Regions from separate parts of the Gasterosteus aculeatus genome. Here region 1 is linked to region 2. A link is a contact called in public Hi-C data. All regions are on one chromosome and are shown on one strand. Each heading gives the region's core, a stretch centred on a gene start, on an enhancer-like site or on the middle of the called end of the contact. The rest is flanking DNA. Distances are from core to core; before and after follow the strand shown. Region 1 holds the start of tsc22d3 (TSC22 domain family, member 3). Region 2 holds the start of pmt (phosphoethanolamine methyltransferase).

Region 1 (6,313 bases), core at 3,269-5,768, 140 kb after region 2:
ATTAATAAAACAATAAGGCTCTCGCTCGAAACGGCTGCTCTGGTCCGCCTGTCGTTGTTCAACAAAAGGCGCCGCCAAACCAGACAATGTCAAATGGGGCGCCATCTTGTAGTGTTAAAGTAAACATATATGAGCTCCGGAGAAAATGGGATACAAAACATACATTGTCGGTTACTACATTTTTAATCGGTTAAATTCTTAAGGTCATTTAATCATCCCTAGTTTATGTTTTGATCAGAGACTAAAGGTTTGGGTGGGCCGCAAAAGATTTTCAGATTTCAAATTGGGCCGCGTCATTCTTGAGTTTGGGAACCGCTGGCGTAGTAGTTACTTTCCAACTTTAATAGTTAAAAGCCGTAATGAAGAAACAGCAACACCAAACAATCTGACAAACACAAACACAACAGCAAGTGTTACAAATAATACAAAACAGGCCCCACTCAGTTACTCCCATGAATCTGTAGCTTTGTGTTTTTATGACGGCTGTGTAATTTCTTCTCTTTGCTAACAGTGTCCTCCAGTGGTTGTATAGTGGTGTTACTCAAACGGAGCAGGAATCCACTGGACGTGGATCATTGTCATGAATGATGTTCACTGCTACGGTAACAGAAGGTTTCACTCTGTATATCTTCTCATGTATATGTTCTTGGTACTGATATTTGACCTGAAGACTCAAATCAATTCTTTGAACTTTGACTCCGTGCCTTCGTACCCTCCTGCCTTGATCACTGCAAGCCGCTTTCTCCAATGGTTAAAAGGGGTGAATTGTAATAAAACTCTTGAACTGATTGATTGATTGCCCGTCCCCATGCCATGCTGTGAGAGAACTGGGGTCTTCTGACCAAATGCTTCTGTCTGTCCACAGATGCTGGACTACGCGTTATGGGCTTTAGGCCTTGACTATCGCTGCCTCATAACTGTAAAACTCTGATCCGCCCGCCATTTAAATGTCTCCCACTAATGAGCTCCTCAAATGGCCTAATCTAAAAACACACAATTGTATTCATTACCTGTGATCTCTGCCCAACTTAAACAGCTCAGGTATGTCTCTTCGTCTAGGCCTGTGTCGTCATCATGGGCTTAGGGTGGCTTTACTATTATTATTATTATGACATGACAGAAGCTTATTTTCAGGTACCAGGTGCAACAAAACAAACCTTTGCACATCTCCGTGGAATCCCAAACATCTAATCTACGGGACGTAATGACGGGGATCATTCATTCAGTTTCAATGGCTTGCCGACGAGGGGGCAGCATAATAAATGCATGATGAACGTTGGCTGTAAAATCACAATCACATCACTCTATTGATAAGGGAGACCTAATTAGTTTGTTTGTATTCCCTGTGATAAGATAACATTAATAGGAAAAAAACAAGGTTCAAGACTTTGTCCTCACCCAGTTAGGACCCAGTATACAGTATATATATATATATATATATATATATATATATATATATATATATATATATATATATATAGAGAGAGAGAGAGAGAGAGAGATTATGCAGTTACAGACATTCCTTCAAAGTACATTTGTTTTGGAATAGTGTCCTGCATTTAGATACTTGTACCGTGCAAAGATAACTAAAATATCTAAGTTTCAGATAAAAATATATATTTCTTTGTCTGTCTGTTTTCAGAGGCTGCCAGTTTGGCTGAGAAGACATAATGACAGAGGCCAAGAGGTCGTCCGGTGCTTTGACATCCACTCTGTCGATCGATTTTTTTCCCACCTGTCCACACAACACAGGGCATCACTGTTTGTTTCTGTGACGGACAGCTGTGATTTGCTCACAAAGCCTCGTTAAAGGAACACCAACGTGTGAGAATTACAATGGCTGTACGTTATATAGCGGATGTACTGCGGGACTCGACAACCTGCGGTGGATTCCACCTTTGGCCTGTTGTTTTGTTGTAAGACGCTGGATTATCTTAGCGCGTCGCGTTTTTTGCATGATGTTGACGTCAAATGAGGGGCTTATATTTGTGTCACCTTAACTAAGGCCACACTCGTGTTATATGGAACTTTCCTTACCCCAAACCTGTTGCCAATAACCATGTATTCATTGCCTTGTCATTTGACAAATAGCCGTTTTAATGCTCGCTTGTTGTTTGTGTCAACATGAGCATAAGGACGATAAAGCAGAGAATTCACATTCACCTAAAGTTATAGGATCGGACATGAAATGAGCTTTGACTCACCCCGACGAGGAATGTACGACCGGCAGCCTATACGAAGGCTTTCCAGTACAGCAGCCTCTAATAAATCCACTTTTCAGATGTTCCCGGGCAGCAGGAAATTAACTAAATGGACTTTTATCCCACTGCTGCAGCCAGAAGCTGTGAGTTCACCTGTGCTACAAACAGGGCCAACGCATACACACTCAAGATGTCCCTTTCAAACTAAGCTCTCCGGCGGAGCTTAATGAGGTTCCTGTGAGAACTTTAAGCAAAGAAAATAAGTTCTCAAAGTTTGGCCGCGGTAAAAGCTTGGCAGTTTAAAAGGACTCTGACATAATAGGTCTTACAGTAAATCGCCCAGGAGGTATTCTTGAGTGCACTCTAAAAGGCTGCAAAACTCCTAATAGGGTTTTGAGCTGAGAAAAAAGAGGTTACAGTGATAATATTATACATGCAGCAGCCGTTATTATTATCATTATGATTGTATAGTTACAACATGGATAACAAATGGCTCCCATCGATGTTTACCTGCAAACTGCAGATTAAAACAAAATGCCTTCTGACATTCCACATGATTTAGCTCGGCCTATGAGCATTTGTGGAGACAAACACAAAACAATGATACAAACAAACCAAGACCCTCATGCATTGCACACGTCTGCAGTTGCCAGTTTAAAATGTAAATGGAGATGAGACGTCCTCACTGACTCACACATTGTGAAAATGATGCTGCCACACAGTTCTCTGTAGTGTGTAACCTTCAAACGTTCGGCCCCTCCGGCCACAACCCACCTGAGTGGGGTCAAAGCAAGCTGTCAAAGGCAAAACACCTGCACTGATGTCACCGATTGGGTCGGCCCAATTTATTCACTGCAGATTAACCGCCGGAATATTCATGTGTTTTTTTCACATCATTCATGTGCGATGATAAAACTCCACCAATAGATTTAATTGCAAAAAAAGTAAAGTATCAGCGTTTACACTTTACAAGAAAGGTGGATGGGTTTTTTTGGAGAAGAATTCCAAATAAATTAATTGGGGCAATTCAACTATTTTGTATAATGTCTTTTCCGAACACCTTTTCTTCCAAAAGCGCCGACTTGCTCTAAATACCAAATAGTGCTGTTGAAAATGTTTAAATCAGTAATTTATTTACAATTTATTTACAATCCCTGTGATGACTTGCTATGCTTACGACAAGCGACCCTTCTAACAAATTGCCACCAGGGGGTAGTCTCTACCCAAACTAGTCCTCAGCCTTCCAAATGTAGGGTTCCTCTGCCCGAGGACGTCAATACACACTCGATAAAGCAATGCTCAGTCATTTTCTCTGCTTAATTGATCCCACTGCTACCCAATAATGTGTGGTGTGGCATTTCTTTATTGCAGCAGCATGCCTCAGAGTGCAACACGCTATTTGTAATCATCCTGTTGTTTTGCTCCTGCGTGACCAGCCATCTGTAGACAGCATGCGGTGGACTTGTTGGTCGGCGGTCGAGGTCAGGGGCTCGGCGGTGCAATCCTCCCCGAGCTGCCCGTAGGGCTGTAATGACATTGTCCTGGTATTTATCAGGGCTTGCGAAACACTCGTCCGGGGGACAAGAACACAACATGCTCTTAGCCAACAGGTTGGATAGATATGTAATAATGACAAAATTGTGAACAAACACAAGGCCGGCTTGATAAGGTAATGGTTATGTGTGCTGTGCAAGTAGAAAGCACACTTTCAGAATTACTCTCTCTCTCTATCACACACACACAAACACGCACCACGACACCAACGTGTAACACTCACTTCATATTTATTGCGTCAATAACTTGAATTCATCGAGATTGACTCCAGTCAATTCATCTTAACCTGCACATACTCACAGTCAACTCTCACCGCATCATAATTGTGCTTTATCTCATTGCACAATTGAATGCTGATTCGCGATCAGAATTTTGATTGACTCCATAAATCCAACCAAATCCAACCGCTGAGGCTCACCTCAACAACAGCATTTAAAATGCCAACCTGTCAACTCCCATCACAAACTTTTTCAAACAACAGAGACAGACGTGTAATCTTGTGCTTGTGTGTGTTCCTGCGGCCTCCCTCACCCGGCCACTCCTTGTGCTGTCAGCATGGCGGGGTGGAGTCGGCGGCGCTGCACGTGTTGAAAGTCTGCACGGAAGCTTCCCTCACTCGCGCTCTATCTGCCTTCCCCTGAATATTTGCATGGCTAAGCTGAAACAGAAAAGAGGAGGGGCCCAGTGTGTGCAACCAGCCCGGCTTTTTACCAATCAAAGGGGTTTCCCCACCCTCTCTGACTCCTTCCCTCCCTTCTCTGTTCAGTCCCACTGTGTCTGAGCACTCCAACACCCCCCAACCCTCCCCTCCCAAAATAAAAGTGAAGGAAAAAAAAGTGATAAGCAGCGAGCCGCTTGTGGGTTTTGCTTTCAAGCTCCCTCCTGCTGAATTGGCGTGCGTGTCTGTGTGTGCGTGTGTGTGTGGGGCGTTCACTCTTTCTCCTGCCACACTAACAACACGTTGCAGCAGCGTTGGCCCACGAACAAAAAGCAGCAGAGCCGCGGGAGGTGAGACGACTCGGTGCTGGAAGCAGGCAGAGTGGCCCAGCGCGACTGCGAGACTCAGCGGGGGAACTCAGCCTGACATTCACGCTTCCTGCTCCCCGGAGCCCGGCCCGCCTGTCCGTCTCTGCCACACTGTTTTGTCTCCCTTTCGTTCACCTCAGCCGCTGAGATTCCTGCACCTGCCTTTCTACCCCTCGGCAGGGGCACCAGAGGGGGGGTCCTTTTCTCTTTTCATCCACCTGTGCCGACGAGATGTCAGACGACGAGTGCCGCTCGCCCATCGGCCTGGACTGCTGCAGTTGCTGCCTGGACCTGGCCAACGGCTGCGATGACCCCATCGGGGGCCTCGGCGCCACGCCGGGAAGCCCCACCAGCCCCATCGCCAATCACTTCCGCCGGCTACGCAGCCAGCTGATGTACCAGAACACGGACAAGCTGAACAACATCATGAGGCAGGACTCCCTGGAATCGGTGGTGAGGGACCCCTGCTTCCTGCTGAACGAGGGGATCTGCAACAGCAACATCGACCAGACCATGTTGTCCATACTACTCTTCTTTCACAGGTATGGCCGCTGTTTGCTCAGCTGAGCGCCACACGCTTATCTGATCAGATTACCAAGCAATATCGAGGGTGATGTCATTGACACATTTGAACTTGTGCTGAAAGTTTCGCTTTGGAACATTTGGTACAAAGTCCACTTTCACTCACTTCTGCATCTGCAAGTACGCGAGCACGTCACCGGGCTGATGTGGTCTTTTCTGGTTGTCGACAACACACTATGTCATCACAGGGAAGTGGGGAGACAAATAGTGAGATTTAAATGCAGACGATCAGGTGGAATTTGTCTGTCTATATTGAAAACAAATTGAATAGACATAGAACAATGTACAAATATTCATGCAGCACACAGTGTCTTTTTACATCAACACAAGCCCAGTTTTTTCATACAGCATATTTGACATGTTACACAACATGACACTAATATTTGCAAGGCGTTGCTTAACTCTCAAGACGACTCGTTGGTCGTAGATTCATCACAGTGAAGACAGACAAAATGTAGATCAAAGAGAACAACCAAACATAAAAACATGAACTTATTCCGAAGCAACAGTTTGTTGTTTGTAATATTGATTTATTAAAATGATGATTTTATGCAAGAGGTCAATAAAAAATGGCTCCTGAACCTGAGCCAGAAGTTGTTGTTCATTTTCCTTTAAGAAGCTGTGATTTCGTACTGCTTATCCGAGCTGGGAAATGTTCTACGGAGGAAACTAGTAAACACAGAGCTGTAATCATCAAAAGAGCCGCCTTTCAATATCAGTAAAACATAAATGTCTGTGTTAAAGGATTATAACTTATCTCAGACCAGGGTATGTTAAATAACAATCCATCAATAAAAGAGAGGTTTTCTTTTTGGTTTACGGAGGTGAATCGTAACACCAGATGTGACTTACTGATTGTTTTACTCCACCAAGTCTTGTTATTTTCCTCATCACTATAAAAAGCATAATAAAGTAGTTATTGTTCTATTAACATTTTATGGGAGACATTT
Region 2 (7,066 bases), core at 3,737-6,236:
GAAAAGATAACGAAAACTTTCAAAAGAGGAACAGAAGATTGAGGAAGAGAGAGGAGTTTCTGTCGATAAAGCGGCTACCACAAAAAGTTCTGTTGCTTTTTATGGTCAATTGTAGCACTTCTACAGTGGCTCCGTGAGGCTGCAGCTTAACGCTAACCTCAACTCACTTACACCCAACAGTGCTGATTCTCACACGCCTGCCTACACCATGTTCACCATCTCAGTGTAGCATGTTGGCAGGGAAACATTGTGTTATTAGTTTAGCGGGTAATTGGTCAGGTAATGGATCCTGCATCCCGAGGGTGGTTTGAATAACTCTGGCTAACATCACAGCAATAAATTATAAATAAATTAGATATTTCCATCTGGACCAAATTAGTGGACTTATGGCGCGTTTCCACCGAGCGATACGGTACTGTACGGTACTGGGTCGGGTCTGTTAACCATGATTTGGCGAGCGTTTCCACCGCCAACAGTACCCTTACTTGACAGGCGTGGTGTATTCCAGAAAGTAGTGATAACGTCACTTGATATGCGTGGAATATGACGGAAAGTAGATTGACCTCATTCGATCGCAAAAACTGAAAGCTAACCGCAAACAACAATGGAGGACATACAGCCGATCCTGTTCTTGCTTCTCGATATGTGGCTGTTTGTCACAAGGAAACGACAATCTTTGTTTGAGCAAAGGCTACATGCTGCAAGGAAAAACACAGCGGAACACATGCGTGTGTTGTCTTTCCCCTTGTGGCACGCCCAAATAAACAACACTCTTTCAACCAATCAACGTTCTGCTGTGAATCTAGCTCCACCCTTTAGTACCAAACAACTGTGCCAGGTACCCCGACGGAAGGGTACCCAAAAAGTGGTACGGTACGGTTCGGATTTTTGGTACTATTCTCAACTTTTGGCAGTGGAGACACAAATATAAGGGTACCGACCCGTACCGCTCGGTGGAAACGCGCCATTAGTGGAAGTGAGTATGTTTATTTTATGCAGTAATGAACTTGAACAATAACTAAAAAAGCACCTATCGTTTCCCTCCAACCGATGTATTTGGTGTTCCTACCTTGGTGGTGCTGGGCCCGCCTGTGCTGACGTAGCCGGACCCGAACATCTTCTCGTAGCGCAGTATGCCGCGGCTGGTGTACTGCTGGTTGTCCAGGAACTGCTGGAAAGTGCTGAATCCGTTCTGGGTGCTCGTGCTGCGGGGAACCTTCTCCAGAAGCCAACAGATCTGGTTTGGATTGTTTTTCATCTGGTGCAGGAGACGGACGAGGGCAGAAAGGGCGGACATGGGTCAGGAAGTGGTGGCAATGACTTCACAGCCTCACGCCTGCAGCGTTGTGCTTTTATTTCATACCTAGTGTCACTAGAAGACTGAAATGCATACCTCGACATACGCCTGAACCTTCTTCTTCAAAACAATTTCGAAACCAAACAGTGGGCCTCCTTTAGACTCCTCCACTTGTAGTGATGACACCAGGTGGCTGTATTGGGCCTCAGTGCGGTAGCAGGTGGGGTTGAAGTCCCTTTTGTTGTCACCTTGGTTGAAATTTACAAGTTAAAACTTTAAAAGTTAAAAAGTGAAAATCCTTTCTTCTCAGAAAAATACACTTTTGGGTTGAATTCACTTATGAATGTTAAAATCATTATTATTGCTAAAGAATGAGGATGCTTTATTGTTACAGTACCTGACCGGTGGTTGCAGGACTCTCTGAAGAAAAGAAAGCCACCGGGCCGCAGCCAGCCCATCACCTTCTCCAGGAAGGACTTCAGCTCCTTGTCGCTCAGGTACATCAGCAGCCAGTTGGAGAACACAAAGTCCATGCTGAAGGTAACAACGAATGGATACATTAATTAAATGAAACAAAAAGCAAAAATCCCTTACGGGACCACCAAAATGGTTACAACTCCTGCTGTGGAATGTCTCATAAATCCAACACTACGCTACAGTTAAACCAGTGATTCTCAAACTGTGGGGTGCGACCCTCTGGTGGGGCGCGGAGGTATTACAGGTGGGGCACGTGGGGCTTGGCCGAAATGTAGATTTTTTTTAATTAAATTTTTCTAATTAATTAAAATTTAAAATGTATTTATAATCATTTCTTAATCCCACATGGGGAAATTATTCTCTGCATTTTACCCATCCATTAAGGAGCAGTGTGCTGCTGTGAAGCACTGGGGCTTCAGTGTTTTGCTCAAGGACACTATGCACGACATGCAAACTATGGAGAGAACACGGATCGAACCGCACTGTAAAACATTACAGCCCTGTTTTCAAGAAAAATTTAGCATGGACCATTTTGTTCCATTTTTGTTGGGGCGGTGGGGCCCGAACATTTTTCTTCCTCCAAAGTGGGGCCCGACAGAAAAAGTTTGAGAACCACAGAGTTAGACCAAAGTCAGGAGGCAACAGCTGTGGCATCTTTCGGTCTGGACCACAGTGATGGAGTGAGCAATATAACCGTACCGCCTCGCTCTCGTGGCAGTTAAAGGCGTAAAAGTGTTTTTCTCAACAGCGGGTTTCTCAAGACGCACCTGTCTCGGGGTAGATCCAGCTTTGTCACGTCAGCTTGGAGAAAGGTAGCGTTGCTATGGTGACCGTTGTCCTGCCTGTTCCTCTGCACAAAGCTATCCATGAAATCCACAGCCGTCACATGGGAGGCCTTGGCCAGCAGGTGACGGGTGTAGCGACTGCAGAGGCGTGACAGTATATATCCATCTCTTCATTTGTTTTAACACTTGACAACATTGAATAACATAATCAGATCAGTTAAGCTTGAGAAGTGCCCTCTGCCACAGGACCTTAAATTAAAAATATACACAACACAGCCACCACTGCAGACTAATGGAGCTGTGCGCTCACCCGATGCCGGCTCCCAGCTCCAGCACCCTGGATCCAGCCAGGCAGGGCAGCATGGAGAGGATCTCGGGCAGCTCGTGCTCGGTCAGCTCCTTGGCACGTGTGTCCAGCATCATCTCCTCCACTGTCGCAGCTTTGGAGTGCTCCTTCCAGAACTCTGTCATGTTGTCACGAACTGTGGAACACAAAAGAGTCCAGATTGGAATTTTACAAAAGTATGGAATATTTGATTGTTTTTGTTTTTTTAAAGAGGAGGATCATTGCCTTTAGAGGAATTGTATAGATGTAACGTTCTTACTGCCTGTGGAATATGTGGCAAAGGTCAAAAACCCTGCATGTGAATCACCCATCAGATAGTTCAGAAAAACAAAGCTTTTAATATTTTTATCGTATCATAGACATAGGCTTTCAAGAAACTACTATACCATTCATTTGATTTAAAACACATATTTTAAATAGAAAAATATCTTATCCCAAAAACAATGACCTAACACAGATTTACCATTATTCTGGTGCTATGTGGGGTAAACTGCAAATATCGCCAAAAAAATAAAATTCCAAAATGAAAATGTCTATAAATATTTAAATTGAAGTAATCTATCAAAAGCAGGAAAAGTCACTCAGATGATGCAATGCTGCAGGACAAGTTGAAATCATATATTGGTACAGAATACAAACACATGTTTACTATGGCCTGTTTAAAAAACAGGAGCACAATAAAACTTCCGTTGCTTTACCCACAGAGATCCCATAAATCGGGCTTTGCTGACCTGCCAGCAGCCCAGAGAACTAACATCCAATTATCTAGTGCAAAGATGATAACGAGGGAAAGGAAAATGACAGTCCGCCACCAGCTGGCTAACACAAAAAGCAGGATAACCTTCCACTTAACTGTCATTCAAGCACAACGTTACCCGGGAGGAATCATTTGAAGTGAAAATCAACCAAAAACAACTGACACATTCCACATTACTTCCACCAGCTGAGTGAACACATTAGATCAGTAACAACACGTGGCGGCTCCAACACAGTCAAGTTGCATCAGACTGGAACAACACGTTTCAAATCAAGTCGCCATATTATTAGAATAAGCCACATGTACCGCGCTCTTACTGTACCTTTTTCCATGGTGGTCTCAAATGAGTCTGGATGTATTGTGAATATGGGTTCTACTCTTCCAACATAGTCTGGTGATTAACTGTTCTAACTGACGGACTGCGGGTTCCACAGGATGTGGGTGCTCTTTAAATAACGGGACGCGCTGAGGAGACGCTCGCCAGGTGGCACGCTGGCCATTAGGATGCGGCCAACACATGAGGACATGGTGGGGGGGCATGAATAATTACATGTAGGACAAGGGTCCGTGGACGTGAGTCACCCGACGGCATCGCTTATCAGCACCCATAAAAAGAAAAGACACGAGATCAATTGGTGCCAGTGGTGCGAACCAACGGTGTTTATGTTCAATTGGGGCGCGCGCGTGCGTGCGTGCGCGTCCCAGCGGCAGTCGACCCGCACTGGTTCCCGGCGCCCGAGTTGAGCTGACAGGCAAAAACATGTCCCGTGGCACGCAGCGCAGATCGCGCAACATTGCGTCATAGTGCAGCGCAAACACAGCGGCGCTGTCGGAGGGGGGGGGGGGGGGGCGTTATTGTGTTTTCAAAGATAAGAGCAACCCAATGAAGCTACTGAGTTCAGGCGGTATAGGTGAAGATCACGTTACCTGTCACAAATCTGATTAATAAAAAAATGTTTCTTCCAGTAATTCCTAATCAAAATGACAAACATAATCATTGTTGTACTCTTGTCCTTAACCTCTAACCTCCTTCTTTGAGGTTTGCTCTTAAGACTCCCTATAAACTCCACGTACAAAAACACGTTGGTTAATTGTTATGCATCAATTTTATAGAGTCCAAATAGGAAGCAACACTCAAGACAAACACATAAGAATGCAGAAATGCCGAGTTACACCATGAGTGTAAAACAGAAATGTTATTTTTTTTAAAGAGAGAAAAGTAAATACTACGTACCACGTAACCGGCGTGGGTCAAGTTTATTTATTTATTGATCCAACTGACTACCTGCACAGTTCCAACGTTACCGCATCCAAAGTTCACAGTTTACAACAACCAGGATGAGCTCAGCAGGTCGGAGGTTCTCTGAGACATTAAGTAGCACATAAATGTGTTCATGACGGTACACGTACCCGAGCACTCAATAACTCAAATAATATCGTCTGGTTAAAATCATTTGGAAATGTTAAAAAGATTGCAATATATCTATTATTATATTATTACCCCTAAAGAGACAGCATTGATCTTAATAAAGACAGGAAGTGCACAGAAATGAAACTTGACATTTCAGGAGATGGCGCTGTTTACCACAATTTCTTCACATTAGCCACCAGATTCACATATAGATGAAACACTGTTGCCATTTTTGTATATTTGTATAAGTAGAAAAACTGAAATCAAAACTAGCCGCTACGCTCTTATAACTGCCTCAAGCTAAAATTGACTTGTCGGAGTTCTGAAGACCTTGACCTGAGAACCATCTGAGAAGAATGACGCAACTTCAGGGGCCGTCAAAGATTAGTTTTTTTCTTTAACAAATGGAGTTGGAGGAGAAAAGAACTTGGAAGGGTATTTCCAAGAGCCACAATCTCCCACCGCAGGGAAGAGCCTGTAAATGATTATTCACAGTAATAATATTGACAGCGGTGAGTTGTGCAAGTTGTGCAAGTCATGTCCGTCACGGTCACAGCGGTCGTTTGTCGCCTGCGTCTCGCTGCTGGTTTCAGGGCCTCGCATCGTGCCAGTAGTCACACTTCCATTAAAACCGGAGCTCAAACTATTGGTTCAAGTGTGAAGGTCGTGTGGCTTGCGAATGCCGGTGCGAATCCCTCTGGCGTGTGATAAAATATGGCCCAACCTGCAGCGAGGACTTGGATCAAACCGTGACCCTTAAATCCTGCAAAGTGCATCACAATAGCGGTAAAAGTGACCACACGATGGCCGAAGTCGCTCATATGATAAAAGGGTTGTCTTTATCGTTATGGCCATTTCAAGTGACGATGTACAAAAGTGACAATCAAATTTTTGGAGTGTAAAAATGCAAATCCACATTAAACATAAATCTGGAAAAAACTATTCTGATGGCGACACGGTTTAAGAGCAAGACAAAGGGCTGGTTTGGGATGGAGGGACTAAAATAGGCGTATTTAAGCAAAATAGGACATTTAAGAACATGCAGTGCTGCATACAAATGTGCTTGGGAGAAGTCGATGGTTGTGCTGGAGTAGTTTAAGACAAATGCTCCTTGAGGAGAAAATATTCTACAGTTTTTAAAGCCTCGGGGACTTTTTGGTCTCCCCCCTGAGAACAGTGCGTTCAGCAGCAAATCCTCCTTAAAACAGTCAATTGAGGGTAAACTTTCCATGAGCGAGTCGATGATCACTTTTGCCCACTGGAGGTCAGGAAAGGCCCATAAACATGTTACAAGCAGATAACGGTTGTGGGTTGAGGGGTGTGAGAAGTTGAATGAGTGAAGGAAGGAGACGGTTTGACCACAACGATTCTCTCTGCTTTCTGAATGTTAGATTTCCAACAACTAAAGTTTGGAAAGCAGCAAAGCTGCTAAAATACTATTGCTCCATCGTACCCCACATAACACCCAAGAGAGGTTCTGTATGATTTTTACTTAGGGGATAAAGGAAGTATAATTCATCTTTTTTCCCCCCAAATGACTTCTTCTGTTTGAGTTCGTTAAGGCTTTGTGGCCCACGTTGTATTGCTCGCTCTCCTTCCCGGTCATAGTTACAAAAAACAAAAGGCAATGACGCATCAAGGATGATATTTAGAATTGAGGTTTAATGATGATAATAATAATAATAATAATAAGAAGCTGTAATCGGCACTCATAAATATTCATGGGGCCGTTCATTTCGGGGAGACGGTTTGTTTTGTCTTCTCCAAAACGATAAACTTTCCCTTCAACAGGTCTGTGTACACTCAGGATCGCCTAATAGAGGAAGACGGGGAGAATATTTTACCGCTTAAGTGCTGATGCTCTAGATGGAGGAAAAAAAAAGAAGAAGAGGATTTTGATATGGGAGAAATATGTGTGCGCTTGGTCCAAGGAAGAAAATGGAGTAATTGCACTTGAGTGCAGATGAGCGGACACTGGAGAAAAGAACATATC

The links. Hi-C and Micro-C count contacts between places; a contact is called where the count stands out from the background.
Region 1: a contact with region 2 is called in a Hi-C map of skeletal muscle, with 2.9 times the contacts expected there. The contact joins the promoter of tsc22d3 here to the promoter of pmt in region 2. A contact is called at or near these places in 3 of 6 Hi-C or Micro-C datasets (skeletal muscle and whole body).

The regions. Positions count from the first base shown.
Region 1 is chr4:8,530,833-8,537,145 of fGasAcu3.hap1.1, forward strand. tsc22d3 (TSC22 domain family, member 3) reads left to right here and starts at 4,519. Exons shown (of 3, transcript XM_040173645.2): 1 at 4,519-5,323. The coding sequence starts at 5,013.
Region 2 is chr4:8,391,661-8,398,726 of fGasAcu3.hap1.1, forward strand. It overlaps pmt (phosphoethanolamine methyltransferase), which reads right to left and starts at 4,987. Exons shown (of 12, transcript XM_078102006.1): 1 at 4,897-4,987; 2 at 2,870-3,041; 3 at 2,542-2,697; 4 at 1,695-1,831; 5 at 1,394-1,545; 6 at 1,070-1,258. The coding sequence starts at 3,030.